Regions from separate parts of the Mus musculus genome. Here region 1 is linked to region 2. The links are chromatin contacts, called in public HiChIP or PLAC-seq maps. All regions are on one chromosome and are shown on one strand. The core of a region is the stretch at or near the end of the contact, and the rest is flanking DNA. Distances in the headings are between cores, read along the strand shown. Region 1 has its middle 3.7 kb from the start of Gm41856. Region 2 has its middle 6.0 kb from the start of Pax2.

Region 1 (2,744 bases), core at 35-2,534, 800 kb after region 2:
TAGGGCCCCACAGGCTGGATTGAGAGTCCTGGTTATCCTGGGATCCCAGTAGGGCTCTAAAGAAAAAGTCCTCGCATGCCCACGTTTGTGGCTGGCAGCATCCGTTCCTGATGGCTGTGGGGACTGTTTCTTGCATCAGCACCACTGCTCCTTGAGGCCCCCAGAGTTCCTGCTCATGCTTCAGATCTCTCGTCCACCGCCCTTCCACCTGCCACCAACCAGAGGCAGCTCTCCTTTTAAGGGGCTTGTATGGTTAGATAATGTCCCCTTTGCTATGTAATACAATATAACCCCAGGGGCTAGAGAGACAGCTCAGCAGTTAAGAGCACTGGTTTCTCTTCCAGGGGATCCAGGTTCAGTTCCCAACACCCACATGGCAGCTCACAAATGTACATAAAAATAAAATCATTTAAACACACACACACAAGCCGGGCGTGGGGGCGCACGCCTTTAACCCCAGCACTTGGGAGACAGAGGCAGGTGGATTTCTGAGTTTGAGGCCAGTCTGGTCTACAAAGTGAGTTCCAGGACAGCCAGGGCTATACAGAGAAACCCTGTCTCGAAAAACCAAAAATCAAAACACACACACACACACACACACACACAGAGAGAGAGAGAGAGAGAGAGAGAGAGAGAGAGAGAGCTCACACCCTAGAGCAGAATGCTCTGCCCACTCTCTAAAGGCCAGGTCCCTAGGGACCATGCTCACCACTCCCAGCCTCTCAGGTATACACATCCTTCTGTCCCTAGTTCCAGACCTCCCAATCTATGTGGAGCACTGGACCAATCACTGTTCATGTCTGATCATCAGTTTCTGCATAAAATTGGCAGGCCTTGTGCCTAACAGAACAGGATGTGAGCAGCAGAGGGGACTGTGCTCCTTTAGACTGGAGCCTCCACCCAGGGAGGTGCAGGATGGGGGACCTCCTAGTGAGACTCCACCCACAGCCCAGCCCAGCCCAGCCCAGCACAGCCCAGCACAGCACAGCCCAGCCCAGCATAGCCCAGCCCAGCACAGCCCAGCACAGCCCAGCCCAGCATAGCCCAGCCCAGCATAGCCCAGCCCAGCATAGCCCAGCCCAGCCCAGCATAGCCCAGCCCAGCCCAGCATAGCCCAGCCCAGCCCAGCCCAGTCCAGCCCAGCCCAGCCCAGTCCAGCCCAGCCCAGCCCAGCCCAGCCCAGTCCAGTCCAGCCCAGTCCAGTCCAGCCCAGTCTAGCCCAGCACAGCCCTGCACAAGTGTCCGTGTGTTGTTTCCAGACATCCTGATAACTGTACTGAGAGAGAGTGGTCAGAGACCCATGGTACCCACAGGAACCCTCGGACCTGGCAAGGTGGCTCATCTCTAGCTGAGGGAGTGCAGTGGGACAAGGATCAGAGGGTGACCAACTCTGTTTCAGTCTCACCTCCTCAGCTTACCCTGTCTGCCCGTGTGGCTCAGCCTCCGGGTCTCTAGCAGCCTTCCTGTCCTTCTAACCCAGCCCTGGCTAGCCACTTGTAGTTAATGTCAGCTTCCTGAGGCCTGTGAGTTCCTATCAGTCTTGGGAGCCCCCTCCTCCCCAAGGAACACAACCCCATCTTTCTCCCAGGCTCCCTCCTGCTCTCCCCAAGGGCCAATTTTAGTGCAGTACACAAGCTTCGCTTTGGGGGTCATCTCCCAACCAAGGCAGAGGGGCTGGAAGAAGACCATCCTGACTCCATCCAAGCGCGGGAGCTGGGTAAGAGGTGGGGAAATGAATATTAATTTATCATGATTAGGCAAATCCGGCAGGGAGAGCCGATTCAGGCGGAGGAGGCTAAAAAGATGAATTTCAGCAATAAAATTAAATAAGGACGGACGGGCGGCCCCTCCTCCCTCCCGCTTTGCTGATCTCTCTCTTTCTTACAATTTATGAGGCCAATTATGAAGATGGGGTTGGAAGTTCCTGGAACTTCACTAAATGCAAACGGCGGTCCCTGCTGTTCCCATCAAATTAATTAACCGCGCGCTATTGATGGCCGCTCAAGGCTGACGCAAGCGGTCCGCCCTGCGGTCTCCACCATGGACACAGGGACCCAGAGCTCCGAGTCCAGTCAGGACTCCCCTACCTTTCTAGTCCCTGACCAGCACAACCAGGGTCCCCTGACAAGCCCACACACCTGCCTGAGCCCCTGGTGACATGGGGACTGTACCCAGAGGCTAGCTAGAGACACTGGTACTCACACCACAGCTACAGGGCCCAGAAATGTGTGGTAGGCACACAAACAAGGGACACCGGGTGCATACCCAGGGAACCTGCACTCATACAGTGATGGCTGGGTCGCAGCTCCTGGAGCAGGCAAGGAAGGGCACTGTCTGAGGTGACAGGCTTATCCTGTCAGGGCCAGGCCTGGGTCTAGCAGGTTCTACACAGAGACTCCACAGCCATTGGAGAAGAGATAGTTTATCAGTTCAGGCCCATCTTCTGGTGGCTTTCTCGGGGTCCTTTCAAGCAGCTCATCGTCCCCGGGGGCATCTCCTTGTCTTGGGGCCCAGGGCCTTCCTCAGGGAGGCTCTTCCACGGGGATCAGAGCTGAGGAGGAAGGATGTCGCAGATGAGACCTGGTCCAAAGTCTCAGACTACTTTTCTCTTGGGGCCTTAGCTAGGAGCCTCTCTCTCCAGTTCCAGAGCTTGGGTTCCAGAGCTTGGAAGCAGGGCTGCCCAGGGACTCGGAGATTCTGGGAAAATGGCTGGCTGGTTCTGACTGGAGGGCAGAGTGGACACA
Region 2 (2,722 bases), core at 150-2,649:
GGAGGGGGAGGCGCTGGAAATGAGTCCGGGGCTTCTACCTCAGCCCAGCGTGGAACACAGCTGTTTGCCTAAACGTCACTGCTCAAAAAAAAAAAAAAAAAATCCCTTATAGCACTCAAACACATTCAGCCAAACACCTCACAAGAGATGCTCTGCCTCTAAAGACACTAGGAATTCTTCTAATTGATTTAGACATTGAAAGGGTTTTTCCTCCCTTCGTTAATCAGTTTCATCAATTTATTCGTTAGCCACGGGTCTATCTAGAGCTCATTGCCAGCCTAGACGTGGTAGGAGAACTCCCGAGTCTGAGCTCCCTTCTCTCTGAGCTTCACTTTGGGCTGCTTTTTCTCTTTAGGGACAGTGGCAGAAATGTAAGAGACAACCCTGGACACAGATGACCTTAAACTCTCAAACCAAATCATCCCTTTTCTGACCAAAGAAGGGAACTTAAAAAAAAAAAGAATGTTTCTGCTCCAGCAAAGTTGGAGGGAATAGGTGCTCTGGTTTGCAGGGAGCAGAAGGCAGAGGCTTGCAGCACCAAAAGCAGAAATCTAACCCGTAGCAGAGACCTTCCCTCCCCATCTCTTTCCACCAATCTGTCACCTCCAAGCTCACATACTTACAAGACCCCCACCCCCGGCAGCTGCTTCAACTCCGGACTAGAGCCCCCATCCTGACCCGAGGTCACAGAATGTGGGGCCAGATCCCCGGAGGGAGTCTAAGCAAGGCTTGGTGGCAGAGGCAGGCTGGTACAAACCTTGGTCTGCCTCACTCCCCCAAATCCTTTCCTAGGGCCTCCCCCGCCCCCAACTCAGCCTGCCCTTCTTGCCCCTGGGTCCTCTCTCCCCTCCTCTCCGGTCCTTTGTTTTCAGCCACCTTGCAGCCCTTCCCCAGCCTCGGTGGCCGTGCCCACAAGGCCTCCCTTGCCTCGCTGGCGGGTTTCGCTCTGCCTTACCGGCTCCCGGCTCAGGCGCGCTCCGCCTGCTCCTCACATCCACACAGCTGCGGCGAGAGGAGGAAGGGAGGGCGGCGCGCGGTTGGATCCGAGACAGTAGATTTGGTGTCTGTTCGCAACTCCGGGGAAACTCTGCCCTGGTGCTCCCGCCCCTCTCCAACTATTCCTCGCCGCAGCAGGGCCAAGAGCCCTCCTTCGCACACAGCCCCTTCCCTTGCCGAAGTGTTGGCCCTGTCTATTCAGCCGCTACCCCTAGCTTCCCCTCATCTGGAGTTATCCAGCACTCAGTTGCCTTTCAACTACCTCTTGCTACCTCCTGTCCCCTCCCTCTGCGGTCCCTGTAGTAGCTGTGGCGGTGGCGGGTGGCGCTGGGGACACCCCGGATCAGCCAGCACAGTCTCCCTCCACCACAGCCCGGTGAGCCGCGGGCTCCAGCAGGCTAAGAGGAAGTTAATCATTACTTCCCCACCAACACTCAGCCACCCTTGGACTCTCTCACCCAGGCTCAGAGGAGGAGGGGGCAGATGGCCCGGTGGAAACCGGCTTTGCCCAGCCAGCCTCAGCAGGCCTTCAAGGGACAGTTCTCTTTTCGGTGGTCTCAGCACCCACTTTGAGTCCTCGTTTTTCACCTCTTCTCCCCTCCCTCTGCCTCCTCTTAGGCTCTGCCCACTGTTTCATCTCTACTCGGTCTTTGGCAAGTTGACTGCAGGTTCTGGGAGGACCAACTCTCTTTGTTTGGAACCGGACAGAATGGGATTTCCTTCCCCAGCCTCTGCCAAAGGTTTTTTTTTTTTTTTTTTTTTTTTTTTTTTTTTTTTTTTTTTTTTTTTAAACGGTGTGGCCCATAGGGGACCGAGCCTCCGGTCCCAATTAACCCGATGGTTGGGGATGTGGGTGAGAAATTGAACTGATCTAGCGGTTATAGTAGACTTGGGGTGGGGGTGAGGGGGCGTTAAAGAAGTAGGATTGGAGGAGTGGCAAAAGAGATGAAGAAAAACCTGGATGGGTGTGGTATAGTCAAAAGGGAAGGGGCGGGAGTGTGGAAAGAAGTATTAGAGGAAGGAGAAGCAGTGGGGAAACCAGGGACATCTATGGGGTAGGAGTAGGAAGGAAAACACCCCCAGCCTGGCAGCCTGCAAGCTCGGGTTCCTCCCTTCCCTCTTTGTGGGGTCAGGTGTTCAGAAAGCTGGACTATTACACCTTCCTCTACTATAGAAATAACTGCCTTTCAAGGTGTCCACTGGTGGGCTCCATAGTGGACAAGTGTAATTATCCCCATTTTACAGGTGAGTAAACTGGGGTCTACAGAAGTAAAGAGACTATGCAGGCTGACTTCTCCTTCCTGTAGGCTGTAGGGTGAATGGTTGCTTTTAGCACTCTTTCATGAGTGCTCGGCGCTAGTACTATTCAGGTCTGAGCTAGGGGTCAGATTATCCATCCTGATTCTGGGGGTCTCCTTGATTCTTCCTCCCCCACCCCAGCTTTTCCTCTTTGGTCATAGTTCTCCACTCCTACTGTGTGAGCCTGTTGGCCATGTTTTGACTATTTTTTAACCCCCCCTCCCAGTTCAGTGGTCCACAGGCCGCCACCTGGCTGACCCGTGCCAGTATGAGGCCCCTTTGGTGGCCAAGTGGTTTGTATTGTCGTTGCTCCTCAAAGGGGCTGTGAAGGGCCGGAGAGGTTGCTAGGTCCTCTTATGAAGGAAAGCAGGGTTAAAGGGAGGAGGGGCCAGAAAGGATAAAGGCTCAGCACGTGCGCGCCGCCTCA

The links. HiChIP or PLAC-seq counts read pairs in DNA pulled down with a chosen protein or histone mark.
Region 1: a contact with region 2 is called in a FOXA1 HiChIP or PLAC-seq map of pancreatic cancer cells. The contact joins two enhancer-like sites. A contact is called at or near these places in 3 of 39 promoter capture datasets (embryonic stem cells, hippocampal neurons and stem cell-derived epiblast-like cells), 2 of 484 Hi-C or Micro-C datasets (both in embryonic stem cells) and 1 of 115 datasets of contacts at active chromatin or transcription factors (pancreatic cancer cells).

The regions. Positions count from the first base shown.
Region 1 is chr19:45,547,402-45,550,145 of GRCm38.p6, forward strand. No RefSeq gene overlaps it. Among named protein-coding and RNA genes, the nearest start is that of Gm41856, 3.7 kb to the left of the region's middle. Within about 2 kb of position 1,285, at least 35 of the 459 cell types and tissues checked have an H3K27ac peak or open chromatin away from gene starts, as enhancers often do. A contact at or near this core is called in pancreatic cancer cells, where this site is marked.
Region 2 is chr19:44,749,537-44,752,258 of GRCm38.p6, forward strand. It overlaps a transcript of Pax2 not described here. Among named protein-coding and RNA genes, the nearest start is that of Pax2, 6.0 kb to the right of the region's middle. RefSeq lists a promoter at 1-2,722 and a cis regulatory region at 2,540-2,722. Within about 2 kb of position 1,400, at least 69 of the 459 cell types and tissues checked have an H3K27ac peak or open chromatin away from gene starts, as enhancers often do. A contact at or near this core is called in pancreatic cancer cells, where this site is marked.